4 separate regions of the Sus scrofa genome follow, and regions 2, 3 and 4 are each linked to region 1. The links are chromatin contacts, called in public Hi-C and targeted proximity ligation maps. All regions are on one chromosome and are shown on one strand. The core of a region is the stretch at or near the end of the contact, and the rest is flanking DNA. Distances in the headings are between cores, read along the strand shown. Region 1 holds the start of FOSL2 (FOS like 2, AP-1 transcription factor subunit). Region 2 holds the start of GPN1 (GPN-loop GTPase 1). Region 3 holds the start of MRPL33 (39S ribosomal protein L33, mitochondrial). Region 4 overlaps RBKS (ribokinase).

What was found. Hi-C and Micro-C count contacts between places; a contact is called where the count stands out from the background.
Region 2: a targeted proximity ligation map of alveolar macrophages shows a contact between it and region 1. A contact is called at or near these places in 1 of 5 promoter capture datasets (fetal skeletal muscle) and 1 of 2 datasets of targeted methods (alveolar macrophages).
Region 3: a contact with region 1 is called in a targeted proximity ligation map of alveolar macrophages. A contact is called at or near these places in 1 of 5 promoter capture datasets (fetal skeletal muscle), 1 of 47 Hi-C or Micro-C datasets (embryonic fibroblasts) and 2 of 2 datasets of targeted methods (alveolar macrophages and skeletal muscle).
Region 4: a contact with region 1 is called in a Hi-C map of embryonic fibroblasts, with 7 times the contacts expected there. A contact is called at or near these places in 3 of 5 promoter capture datasets (fetal liver, fetal skeletal muscle and liver), 5 of 47 Hi-C or Micro-C datasets (embryonic fibroblasts, liver, mesenchymal stem cells and 1 more) and 2 of 2 datasets of targeted methods (alveolar macrophages and skeletal muscle).

Annotation. Positions count from the first base shown.
Region 1 is chr3:110,841,019-110,844,393 of Sscrofa11.1, forward strand. FOSL2 (FOS like 2, AP-1 transcription factor subunit) reads right to left here and starts at 1,885. Exons shown (of 4, transcript NM_001315740.1): 1 at 1,731-1,885. The coding sequence starts at 1,832.
Region 2 is chr3:111,563,450-111,566,824 of Sscrofa11.1, forward strand. It overlaps GPN1 (GPN-loop GTPase 1), which reads right to left and starts at 1,616. Exons shown (of 14, transcript XM_003125289.5): 1 at 1,466-1,616; 2 at 686-779. The coding sequence starts at 1,576. It overlaps CCDC121 (coiled-coil domain-containing protein 121), which reads left to right and starts at 1,596. Exons shown (of 2, transcript XM_003125283.3): 1 at 1,596-2,259; 2 at 3,006-3,375. The coding sequence starts at 1,760.
Region 3 is chr3:111,437,010-111,440,384 of Sscrofa11.1, forward strand. It overlaps MRPL33 (39S ribosomal protein L33, mitochondrial), which reads right to left and starts at 1,726. Exons shown (of 4, transcript XM_003125284.5): 1 at 1,598-1,726; 2 at 763-781. The coding sequence starts at 1,619.
Region 4 is chr3:111,403,015-111,406,389 of Sscrofa11.1, forward strand. The region is part of intron 7 of RBKS (ribokinase); the gene reads left to right. Among named protein-coding and RNA genes, the nearest start is that of TRNAE-UUC, 9.4 kb to the right of the region's middle.

The sequences.
Region 1 (3,375 bases), core at 635-3,134:
CCAAAACAGGGAATTGCCTCCGCTTGCATCCTGGGCTCAAAGCCCTAGTGACACAGATTATTCAATCGGGGCACTGATGTCCGGTCGGACTTCCCATCCAGGCCCCAGGGTCTGAGCAAAGCCAGGCGGCGACGTTGTAACATTTCAGTGATGACTGCCATAGAAACAGCAGCCAAAAGAGCAGATGAGACATCAGAAGATTCCCTTCCCATCGGAGAACGGAGATGGGGGGGGGGGGTGCTGTGGAAATGGAGACTGAGGGAATGGGTATAAATGACTCCCACCCGCTGCTTAATGATATCTGGATTCAATACAAACCACCAATGGGGCTGGAGAGCAAACAAAAATCAAACACTTTGGGACAAGACTTGAAATGCATCACCTTAGTGCTCAGTATTAGGGGTGCTCTGACCGTACCCTCAATGCACCAACCAGGTTCTCTACAGTGGGGTGCTAAAGGGGACACCGGGGCAGGTAAAAAGAAGACACAGAAAAGCCATTTTAAGGACTCACCAGGTATGGGGAACCACTTTGGAATAAGAGACCCCTCTTCAGATACCAAAGAGAGCCCCCTTTCCATTTTATTCTCCCTCAGGGTCCCTCCTCCCCAGAAGTCCACCCCAGGCCCTCCTGGTTGGCTGGCTTATAGAAGCCAAAGCCATCATCATCTTACCAGCGCAACTCGAGACAGCCAACTTGCCTAGAGACTCTGCAGATCCTGACCGAGGCGGGCTTCAGGTTCCAGCAACCTTGTTGGTTAAGCCAGCTCCCTCCCAAGAGTGGGGGTCGGGGGGTGGGGGGGAGTGGTGGCTGCAGAGGGCAGGCACCCCACGAACACCACCAACCCAGCAGCACCTTTCTGGTATTTATTCCGGTATTTATAGACACACAGATCTCAGGCAAAATCCCTCTGGTGCAAACCAGTCCGCCTGCTTTAGAAACAAGTTGTTTTCCGGCTTCCAGAACCACCCAGGAGCCTAAGCGAGGTCTCATCCACCGCCCCCACCGCCCCCCCACCGTCCCCTCTCTGCAGGCGTCCTGGCCCCAGATATTCCCAGACCCCCAAGGCGCCCCTTCTGGTCGGCTGTGCAGGCTCCTTCTGTGACCCTAACAGGAGATGGATGGGCGCGGGGGAGAAAGGCGCAGCCTGAGCCAATCAAGGCTGACCTCCTCCTTCCTGACCTTCGCACCTGATTCCCAGAGCGACAACCCTCGCCCTCGCTCCGGATTACTTGAAGGAGCCCATTTTTCCCAGTCCCCAAGTTCTTTCAGAAATGAACGAAGACCGAAGGAGAGAGGGCTTTTTCGCAGGAATAAGGTCCCTGGATGTCGGGAGGTGCCCGTGGGTGCAAAGATTTTTTTTGGAGGGGGGTCTAACCACGGGGTTCCTGCGAGAGAGGTACAGGGTCCTGGGGAAAAGGCCCTGCAATTCCAGGAGCTTGTCTGTATAGGATGTAGTGTGAAGGCGAGGGTTTGTTGGCTCTCCAGCCCACTCGCCGCTCTAGTTTAAAAAAAAAAAAAAAAAAAAAAAGTGTTGGCGGGGGATGGGGGAAGGTTAAAGGAGGTGTCAGGAGGACAAGATGAAAATCTAGAACTTACAATGGAGGCCGCAAGAATTTTCTCGCCAAATCAAGAAAGGGAAAAGAAAGGGGGGGAAAAAAGGCAGTCCTGGCGAGAGGAAGGCGGGGGGTCCACCCGCGGCGCCAGGTGCACCCGGGGCCCGCACCTACCTGCTGGCCGCCGCCGCCGCTGGAGTAGGACTCGGCGTGCGCAGGAGAGCCGCTGCTGCCCCGGGACGAGGTGTCAAAGTTCCCGGGATAATCCTGGTACATGATCCGCGGTGGGGGCCCGAGAGGAAACAGGGTGTTTTTCTTCCCCCGCCCTCGCCGCGGCCGCGCACCGGCAGCTGCGCGCTGGCTCCCTGCCGGCCGCGCCTGGGGCTCTAAGCGTCGCTCCCGGGCTTCTCCCCCTCGGCGGCGGCACTCCGAGAACAGTGCCCCCCGAGCGCCGAGCGCTGCACTTCTTTCCTGCTCTACGAGCGCCGCGGGACCAGTTGTCCACCCGGTCCCTCCCTCTAAAAAGTCCGCGCGTCCCTCGGTCCCTCCCCTGCGCGCGCCCTCCTGCCCCCGCGCGCAATCAGAGCCCAGCCGGGACCGCCGGCTCAATCAAAAATTGGAAATTAAAAAAAGAATAGGAGCCCGGCGAGTCAAGCCTGCCAGGTCTGGGGGCCCCCAATTTCAGACAGGGCAAAAAAGGAAGAAAAAAAAAAAAAGGCGAAAAGAAAGGCTGCCCGCTTGGAGAAACTTCTATTTCCTCCTTTTAGAAAAGGAGCTGAGAATAAACTTCCTGTGGCCGACTCGCCGCCGGAGTTTCGAGCGGCAGGGACACTTGATTAGGTGAAGGCAGCCCGCCCCGCGGCCCGTGGGGTTCCAGCTGAGCTGACGCGGAGAGGGACGCGGGCCCGCTCCCCTTGCGGCGGCTCCGGCGCCCGGACCTGCACCCCTTCCCCGGCGCCCGCTCCCGGACGGGCCCGCCTCGCCCGTCCGCGCCTCTCTCTCTCCCTCTCTCTGTCCCCGCCGAGCGCCGCTTGCTTGCTCGCTGGTTCGCTCGGAGCCCCAGCGCTCTGCCCGAGATGAGTCACTACAATGGCACGAGTTCAACTCCACTCTTTATTCTCCAGCCCCTGTACCTCACGTCAACCCAAGACTCCACCTTGCGGGAGGAGCGCTAGGGGAGGCGGAGGGAGAGGGCCGAGGAGGAGGAGGGGGAAGAGGAGGAAGAGGCGCGGGAGGAGGCGGGCGCAGCACTCCCCTCCCTGCCCGGGCTCCCGGCCGCGCTGACGCCAGCCGCACACCCTGCGCGAGGAAGGAAGGAGGTGGAGGGGGTGGGAGCGCTGTGAGCGCGGTTTGGGGGACCCGAGGCAGCCCGGCCCTTCCCCACCCCCGCCCACCCCCCTGGGCCCTGCGCCCTTGGTCTGTTCCACCGGCGCCTGTTGCCAAAGATGGTCATTTGCGTTAGAGGACGCGCGTGCGGGTTCCCTCGCTTTCGGGTGACGTGGAGGGAGAGGGATTCCCTCGCCGGCTCCAGAGCGCGCCACGGCCTCCCTACTTCTCCACCGCCCTGGGAAGGGGCGCGGGGCGGGGCCCCCGAGAGCGGCCACGCGGGCCCCTGCGCAGGGTTTTAGAAAATAATCACAGTCCTGAAGAGCGAGACGGGCGGTTCAGCGCGGCGCCACCGCGAGGCCGGGAGCCGGGCGCGCAGAGCCGCTCGCAGGGAGGGTGCGGCCGCGCGCGGTCGTCGGCGCCCTCCGCGGCGCCGCCCGGAGCAGCGGGCGCCCTGGGCGCGCAGGGTATCCGCGCCTCCCTGCGGCCGGGC
Region 2 (3,375 bases), core at 366-2,865, 720 kb after region 1:
TCTCGCACAACCACATACAGGCATATTTACACACATTTCTCCATGTAACTTTGAAAGCAAACTACTGCAGTAAGCAAATTACTGTTCAAGACACTCATGCTCCAAAAAAAAAAAAAAAAAAAAAAAAAAAAAAAAAAAAAAAAAAAAAAAAAAAAAAAAAAAAAAAAAAAAAAAAAAAAAAAAAAAAAAAAAAAAAAAAAAAAAAAAAAAAAAAAAAAAAAAAAAAAAAAAAAAAAAAAAAAAAAAAAAAAAAAAAAAAAAAAAAAAAAAAAAAAAAAAAAAAAAAAAAAAAAAAAAAAAAAAAAAAAAAAAAAAAAAAAAAAAAATCATCCAAACTGGAAGAAACTATAAAAACAAGGTTTATGTATCAGAGCCTGCTGAAGGATTTACAGCTTAGAAGCCAAAAGACTGACTTTCTGTCACTTCATTTTCCCAAATACCATAGTCTCACACCCTAAAGTCAAAGAGAGGTAATGAAAATGGTAGGTGATAAGGAAAGAAATTTAGAAAGGGGGAAGGAGTAAACAAAGAGAAAATGATCATCGGGAAGAAGCCTAAGGATGCTAGCAAATCCAAGGGAAATGCTAGACAACATCAAAAATGAAAGCATTTAAGCCTGATGGATAGGCTGACAGTTTTCCACTCTCTGAGAAACTTCACACCAGTTCTGGTACAGTTTACTCACCAATATTGGCAGGAAAGGGAACTTCATGCACAGCTGGGTCCAGGTTGATCACATAAGGTGGAGAGCCTTGACTATGCAGATGTCCGGTGAGCCTCTGCAGAGATATGGAGAGAGGGATAGACTGAGACCAAGAGGCATGATACAGAACCAAGAGAGAACTCCCACCCCTCTATCCAACTTACCAGAGGAATTTTGCACTTGCATTTCCCTCTACCTTAAATATCCACCTCTGATCTCCACCTCCAACAATCACTCTCAGTTGAATGCAACGTTTCTTCATCACACATCGTACTCTCCATCAAGTATTGACTAGGGGGGCGGGGGGGACGACGGGGTTTCCATATCTCCCACAAAACTTAAATTCCACCTAAGCGGGAACCTTGTTACTTCATTTCCGCTGTATCCCCAGTGCCTGACACACAGGAGGCACCCCAGATAGAATTCTTTAGGAATCTACACCGAAAGCCTGTGTGCTAGCACTGTATTACCTGCCAGGATTCCTTGTAAGCCTCTACCTTTGAGGAGTTGGCCGACAAGACAATTTCAAGTACGGTCATACCTCGTAGGCACTGAGGGGGCTCAGAAAGAGGCTAAATGAACCCAAGTGAGGATCTGAGAAGGGTTCACCGAGGAAGGAACCGGAGTTGCTGGCAAGACCCTAAAAGCCTGGCGCCGGTACCCTCCAACTCCCCAGAGATCTCCCTCCCTTTCTCCCTGGCCTTACGCCCGCCACAGACAACTTCCACCGCGCCCCTACTCCGCCCGCGCCGTGTAGGTCACCTGTACAAAGGTGGTTTTCCCAGACCCCGCCATTCCCAGCACCAACAGGCACGCCGGAGCCCGGGGACCCCCGGAAGCTTGCGGCACCGTGGCAGCTTCGGGCGCAGCCATCTTGCTCCTGGCTCCGCCCACTCGACCATAGAGACGGTCGTAGCTAGAGAGACTCCCGCGAGGTTCGGGACGCTGAATGAGACTAGAACCAAACCGAACCGAACCGAACCAAACCCAACTGGCCCGGGAGGGCAGGACCAAGGGGAGAGACGTGCGCCTTAGTGTCTGTCCGTCCGGACCCGGATGGGGGCCCAACTAGGGACAGAGACGGGGAGGTGGAGACACTGGGACGACAACTGGAAGGGGTCAGCCCCAGAGCAGCTCACCGTCGTCGGGCGAGGCCTGCTAAGGACACAGCTGCGGACCCCAGGCGGGTGGGAGGACAGGGGACCCCCGGGCTCACACAGTACGAGAGTCAAGAGAGGGCGTTTTCCTGCCGACCCGCTGCGAGCAGGAAACCGAGCCGCGGGAGAACCAGCCGCTAGGGCTGGTCCGGCAGCCGAGGAGGTTAAGCGGCTCAGAGCTGGACAGGCCAGGACCCGGGCTGTATGCGAGCCCCGGAGTTGCTGGGCCGCTCCGAGACCTCCAGAGACCCGTCGGGAGAAACTGGGAAAACCCTCTAGACTGCGACGCGGTGTCCGCGTGTCGCCGGCCCCCGGCTCTAGCGCTGGCTCCCTGACGGCCTCCCCAAAGGAGCTGCGCCGAGGCTTGGGGGAGGAACGTTTGGTTGCCGAGTTTGTCAAGTAGGTACTGAAGGAGCGCATCCCTCCCCTCAAAGCGCCTTGGGCACCCGGAAAGGTGGTGGAAGAGCCGAGCCCTATGCCCTAACTCCCGACCGGCCAGATGGCTTCTGCGGCCCTTCGGAGTGCCTGTAGTGTGCAGTTAAGCCTTGAGATCTGGGTTTCAAGCCCAGGTTCTGCCACCCGCTGGCGGTGTATATTGTGGCCAGGCCACTTAAGTTCTCTAAACCTGTTCTCTCCTCTTTACATTTGAGATACTACCTCGCAGGGTTGCGGTGAAGGCGTAGTGTGGGTTGTAAACTACACTCTCAACGTCTTTACCCTTAGTCCTATTCCCGATGCCGGTGCCTTGTGTGAGGAACATCATAGGTGCTTCCAAATATTTGTTTTTTATTGTTGTTTGTCTTTTCTAGGGCCGAAGCCCTGGTATATGGACGTTCCCAGGCTAGGGCTCTAATAGGAGCTGTAGCTGCCAGCGTATGCCACAGCCACAGCAATGCCAGATCCGAGCCGCGTCGGCGACCTACACCACACACAGCTCACGGCAACGCTGGATCCTTAACCCACTGAGCAAGACCAGGAATCGAACCCACAACCTCATGGTTCCCAGTCGGATTCGTTAACCCCTGAACCATGACGGGAACTCCAGGGCTCCCAAGTATTTGGGATGTGGAGGTACAGGTGTGCATTTTTAAGATTCTTTCCTAACTTTTCCTGATGGGGGAATGTCTCGCTTGTTCTTCCTTCAGATTGGCTGAGGACTCCAGTAGTTCCCTTCAACCAGATCTTCGCTTCCTAAATAATTTTCTCAAGCCAGAGAAGCTAACAAAGAGAGAGAAGAGGTTTAAAGAAAAGGCAATAGTAGAAATGATGAAGCTGGACAAGCAAATCAAAGAAACTCAAATCCGGCTAGAACCTATAATGGGGGATACTAGGCAGCTGCTTGCAGAAAAGGCACATGTCAAGAAGGAAAACCAGTTCTTTCTGGAATACCTGACCAAGCAAACAGAGGAGTGTAAACAGCGAATTGAGAAGCTGTGGAACGACTATTTACACCAAAGTGGGGAGATTGAACAAAAGAGACAAGAATTAGCCTCTAAATATGCAAAGAAAAAATCA
Region 3 (3,375 bases), core at 476-2,975, 600 kb after region 1:
ATCGCAGCTGTAGCCACCAGCCTACGCCAGAGCCATAGCAACGTGGGGATCTGAGCCGTGTCTGCAACCTACACTACAGCTCAAGGCAACCCCGGATCCTTAACCCACTGAGCAAGGCCAGGGATCGAACCTGCAACCTCATGGTTCTTAGTCGGATTCATTAACCACTGCGCCATGAAGGGAACTCCTGCTTTAGAATTTTTCTATTTTTAACACAGAAAATCTTACTTCAGCTATTGTCCACAAAATTTATTTTGAAATACCATTTTGTTATTTATAGTCTCTCTGGTACAGAATGGAATCTTCAGCCTTTGCTATTTTTGATATGCTTATACCATGAATGCAAAGGATTACAAAACTCAATTAAACAGATTCTGTGGATTAATCAAATCACAGCATATTCTGCTAGATTCCTGTAGTGGGCTCCACACAAATGGTCCTCAGTCCTCAATTTGAGAAAACAGAAATACAGTGGTAGTCCAAAGAGAGCATGGGGATCCTGATAATTTGTTTAGGAACAAGACAGCAAAAGCAACTTTAAGTAAATTATTTGAATGCTCACTTAAGTAGGTCAGTTGGGAGGAGGGAAAATATTTTTTCAAACAGTTCATAAGGCCAAGATAATTCATCAGGTAAGTAATCCTCAAACCAACTATCATAAAATCAAAGCCAAATGCTTCGTTTACCAAAAGGATTCATTGGCAACAGCTGGACTAATGAATCTAACATAAACAAGTTTAAAAAATGAAAACTCTTACTTACTTTGACTTGCTCTTGGCAACTTTTTTGAAAGTAGGAAAAGATGAAGAGAAAAGAGAAAATATCGATTTATTATCTTGCAGTTCACATAAATATCATTAATAATCAAAAACACTTAAGAAGTACACCATAGGCTGTCACTCAAGTTAACTACTGTCCTGAGCTATTAGGGATTCCGTTAGGATTTTACAGAGTTTTAAACATCCAATCAGAACACTACAGTTCTGGACGTAATGCTTTGCACAAGCTCTTTTCAGCTGGACGGATACTTTTAAATCTTTATAAAGATCTGCTCCACTTGTTCCTCTTCTAAGGTGTAAATATTTGCACTAGAACAAGCCTCTTGTTTGATAAGTTAACTTATGCAAACTCCAACAATCATCACATCAGGTGGAGAAGGGAAACTAAATGATAGGTCTGCCTGGTGCATGGAAGAGCCCAGTCTGGGAAGCCAGAGGGCTGCTTTCCCAGCCCAGCTGTAAGACCTAGGTCAACCTCTGCTCTTCATCTTGGAAGTTCTAAGCCACTGACAGTATTACAAATTCCGAGTTTTGCCCAGTTAGGACTGCAGTGATTCTGCTGACACAGCGCTACAGAGAGCGGGGGAAGTGTGCCCCACTCCCGCTGACCAAACGAACCGCAACTGGATCCAGCAACAGCACCGCCGACCCCCAAGACCCACTTGCCCCTCAGCGAGCGCGCCGCGGGGCATGCCGGGCGCTGTAGTTCTGAAGGCCTGGGAAGTCGCAGTCGCAGTTTCCCGCCCCGCGCGCGCGCACCCCGCCCCGCCACGTCCCGAGCCAACTGCCACGGTCCCGCCGCCTTCAGCCCCACTTACAGGTGACCGCGGACAAGAACATGGCGAGAGTACACTGCAGGGTCCGTAACGGGCCCAAGGTCCCTCAACAAACAACTGCTTCCGGGGCACAGGCCTGATCCGGAACAGGATGTCCGGAAGTTCACCGCGACCACGCCCCCCGACATAGACCTGAGGGTCGGAGCCCGCTTTTTTCGTGTGTGGTTTATATGTCAGGCGGCTTTCTTTCGTGGTGCTGGAAGATGCAGGCCTCTCCCCATTTGGAGAGGGACTTTGTTAGCGCTCGGGGTTCGCACCCCAGATCTGGCTGCTCCTTCTAGATGCGAATTAGGTGCTTTCCATACTTGTTTCACTGAATAATCGCCGCCACCTACATTAAAGCCACAGGAACTCCGTAGGTTCCTCAACTGCTTCAGGCTATCAGACTGAGGCATTATTTCCTTAAATGGTTGCTTCTTTTGCTTCCTCCAACCAATTCCAACTCCAACTCCACCTGCTTCACAGCTACTCTCAGTCCCTCCAGAATTAAGAAGCCCACCTGAAATCCCTATTCTTTAATTACATGTTGGATTTCTATGAAGGCAGTGCCCTCTGCATCTTGTTAACTGCCTTGTCTAAGCACTTAATATAGTGCCTGGCAATAGGGGGCTGAAAAACTGCGATTAGGAGCACTCACATAATTTGCTTAATGTCACAAAATTAGTAAATGGCAGAGTCAGAATTTGAACCCAATTTTGTCTGACTGCAAAGACTCATCCCTTTCCATTAGATATTGGGACTTAACCACTTTGCCATCTTCCAGTCTTAATCTATCTTTAAGGAACCTGGCTCCTTCAACACTAAGGACTTCATTCAAAACTTCATTTTCCAGGAGTTCCCGTCGTGGCGCAGTGGTTAACGAATCCAACTAGGAACCATGAGGTTGGGGGTTTGATCCCTGGCCTTGCTCAGTGGGTCAAGGATCCGGCGTTGCCTGTGAGCTGTGGTGTAGGTCGCAGACACGGCTCGGATCCCGAGTTGCTGTGGCTGTGGTGTAGGCCGGCGGCTGCAGCTGTGATTAGACCCCTAGCCTGGGAACCTCCATATGCTGTGGAAACGGCCCTGAAAAGACAAAAAAAAAAAAAAACTTCATTTTCCAACTAATAATTAGGACTTGGGGATTTTTTTCTAATCTGTGATTTTATCTATATATTAAATTTTACAAATGTGAAAGAAGATGTATTCTCATGGATTATCCTCACTGAAAGTAATAAAAATCATTTAAAGGAGGAACTGTAGCTCTCCAATACAACTCAATTTTTAATGCTTTTACTATTTGTTTGTTTGGGCAGCGCCTGTAGCATATGGAAGTTCCTAGTCCAGGGGGTCAACCTACGCAACAGGGGCGACCTGAGTTGCTGCAGTGGCAACACTGGATCCTAAACCTGCCCGTACCACAAGAGAACAGCACTACTCAATTTTTTAATTTAGGACTGTCCTTTCCCTTGGTACCTTTAATAACAGTTTTTTCCCTGTAACTTGATTGCAACAACTGAGTACACTCCAGGTTCCCAAATCCTTCCTTACCTTGTGAGGTTCAGCTGCGGACAAACAAGAGCTTTAGGGGTCCAGGAGGGTAAGGTTTCTTATATAAGAAATTCCTTTAGAGGATTTGTAAGGAAAGAACACAGAACCAGAAGCCAAGGAACAGTCTGTTCCTTGGAAAGTCATTTCAACTCTTCAGACCTGTTTCAGGCTTAGTGTGGGCATTGATCAGTGATTCTTATTCCTGAGGGGATATCAGTCACCTGTGGTCCTTT
Region 4 (3,375 bases), core at 392-2,891, 560 kb after region 1:
CTTAGACCAGGGACTTGTCCCCACTTATGGAGCCAGACCAGCTCATGGTGCTGACCCCTAAGGGAGAACAGCACAGCTAAGTACACTCACGTGGGAGGTCGGGATGGGGGAAACACAGGGCGTCGGGCTGGGGGTTTCTTTTGCCTTCGACTCAATTTTAGATCCAATCAAAGTGATGCAGTTATTCTGATCATCGTACTCTTATAAATGGTTAGTAAATAAGGTACCAATAAGTGAAGAATCTGGCCGTTCTGGAATGAAGGTTGGTACAATTTTTCCTTGTTCTCCAGTAGTTGAATTTTAATCAATATGCTGAAAATGGAAAGACCAGAGTCATCCTGCAATACCACTTACAATCCTTTGGGGCAGGGAGACGCTGCCTTGAACATCTATTGTCCCACTTACTTTGATTTTGCATTTGACCCCCCCCCATTGATCCCTCTCTGTTCTTATCCATCTAAATGAAAGAAGGCTTTATCCCCATAAACCTCCTTCCAGATGGAAATGCATAATTCAAGAGAAATACTGATGTCAAAGACGAGAAGGCACACCAATTTGTGTCAGCAGTTGGTGTAAATTAAAGAGGAGTACAAGGAGAGTTTAATGTAATGTAGAATTGAAAATAAAATTAGAACCAATATTTAAGCCAGCCTCTACCTCTTTTTTTCCCCTACCGTGACATGAAGGATTGACTCCCCGCTTCAGTACCTAATGTGGTTCAGTTTTCTTTCCTGCTAGAATGTTTTTCCCCCATAAGATATTGCATGTTTATCTTTGGCATTCAAAATGAGCTCTTTGCATTTCTGCCATTCCAATCTCAACGGAAGAGTCAGGGTGGCAAGAGGCAAAGTTTTCCCCTCATCTTCCACAACCATCGGGTTTGCAGCATAGAAAGGACTCTGCGCTACCAGCCTGTTGAGTTGCGGCTGCCGCAAACAGCGATTAATTCTTGATATTGATTCTCTCTAATGTGGGTGTCATTTCCATGGTTTCTTTGGTTTTTCTGAAGCTGGAAAATAAAAGGTTGATAAGGAACGTCTCAGGCATGTAGGACTGTGTGAGGTTTTCCTAAACGCTTAAGAGAAGAATTCTTTAGCACGCATCCAGAGAGGTTAGTCCGGTCAAAATGCCATTACTCAGCAGCTTTCTGGCGCTCTGCGTTCAGACTTCCCTCAGAGCCGGTATTGTTCTTTACGGTTGCGCATTGTTTTTGGCCACTGGTGGAATGCCCTAGCTTGATTCCCCCACCTTAATCACTAGACGTGGATTTAAATGATTCACTCTTTCCAGAAATAAATTCCTTGGGATAGTCATTCTCAGGGTGTGGTCCTCGGAACCCACTAGAAACAGGAACCCACTAGAAACACGCACCGTGGGCCCGCCCCAGATTTCCTGGATCAGAACCTTTGGGGTCGGGGCCCAGAATCTGCATTTTCACAAGCCCTCCAGGCAATTCTGACGCACACTCTAGGTTGAGACTGACTTAGAAGATGACATATTGCCTCCGTTGAGGATATTCAAAGATGTGCTGCCGGGTTTTAAAGAACGACTTTCTTTTTGAGCCAAGTCGGTGTTCACGTGTGGCCTCCCTCCAGGGGGCTGCTGTCACAGAGACTGGCCTTCCACTGAGACAGCCCAGTACTGCCACCTAGCCAGCTGACCCTGAGCAAGTTCTCATACTCGCTTTCTCATCTGGAAAATGAAAGACCCGCTCTGCTTACCACACAAAACTGGAAGGAGATTCAAAGTGAATCACGTCTACAAATATGCTCTATAAACCAGAAAGTCCTATGAAAAGTGAAAGTGGTGTCATGCAGGCAGGATGCTGGTAGTCTGAGCTTTATGTCGGGGCCAAGAACTTAGGAAAGGCCTGGATTTATCATTCCCTTGGCCAGATCCACCTTATTGTCTATATAATGACTGATTCATCACCTTGGTGAATGTATCTAAAATCCTGCCATTCTGTTGCTGTGGCTGTGCTGCAGGCCAGCAGCTGTAGCTCCGATTAGACCCCTAGCCTGGGAACTTCCATATGCTGCAGGTGCAGCCCTAAAAAGCAAAAAAAAAAAAAAAAAAAAGAAAGAAAGAAAAGAAATGTATAAACATAAATATTTTAAAAAATGAAATAAAATCCTGCCATTTCAGCCCACCCATGTATTTGGTGTTCAGAAGACCACTGCCTGACTAGTGACCACTAGAGACTTGAAAAATAGATTCATTTTCAGACATGTTCTCTTCAATGGAAAGCTGAGTGATGGTCACAAAGGATGGACCGTGGGTGTGGGCACTACACTCTCATGCCCAGAACTTGTCTCACGCTGGCAGTGAAAGGGTCTGCACCTCCTCACTTCAGCCTTGTGCCAGGGAGTCATGACCTCAGGAAGGAAGCGAAGTGTCCATTGCCGCATAACTAGTCATTGCAGAGAGGACCAAAAAGAAAATCCCTCGAGCAAATCCGATCGATGGAAACCAAGATTTTAAAACAGACCAGTCAGTGTGTCTGTGCGTGAGAAGAATGTGGTTGGACTTTTCCCTTGGAGGTTAGGGTTAGCCTTTATAAACAACTTTGCCATAGGAATTCTTAAACACCAAGCTGCCGGTGCATGTATAATTTAACTTTAAAACTTTACAGACTGTTGAGGGAACATATCTGGGCAGGAAGGAAGCTAAATCTGTTGCCTTGGTGCTTATTGGGAATGCAGTGTTAGTACCACAGAACGGTTCCCACTGGGCCGACATCAACGTCACTTCTCACACAAAACGGCAGCTAAAACCCAGAGATTCGATATGAATCTCATGGGTAAATTGTGACTAAATTATTGGTTAATTATGGGAAAATAAGCTGTTGGTTAATTATGAAATTAGAATAGAAGGAGTTCCTGTCGTGGCTCAGCGGAAATGAATCTGACTGGCATCCATGAGGTCACAGGTTCAAACCCTGGCCTCGCTCAGTGGGTTAAGGATCCAGCCTTGCCATGAGCTGTGGTGTAGTTTGCAGATGTGGCTGGGATCTGGGATTGCTGTGGCTGTGGTGTAGGCCGGAGGCTACAGCTCCGATTCCACCCCTAGCCTGGGAACCTCCCTAGGCCATGGGTGCACCCCCCCAAAAAAAGACAAACAAGCAGAATAAGAAATGATTTTGCTCAAAATTTGTGCCTATTTAATAAATCTATAAGGACAGAAAGTGTATTAGTGGTTCCTATGCCTGGGGGGAGTAGGAAAGAATGAGGAGTGACTCAGTTAATGGGTCCAAGGTTTCTTTTGTGGGGGATGAAATTTCCTAAAATGAGACTGAGGTGGTGGTTGCTCAGCCCTTTGAATATATTAAAGCACATTGAATTGTATACTTTAAATGAGCAGGTTATTTGGTATGTG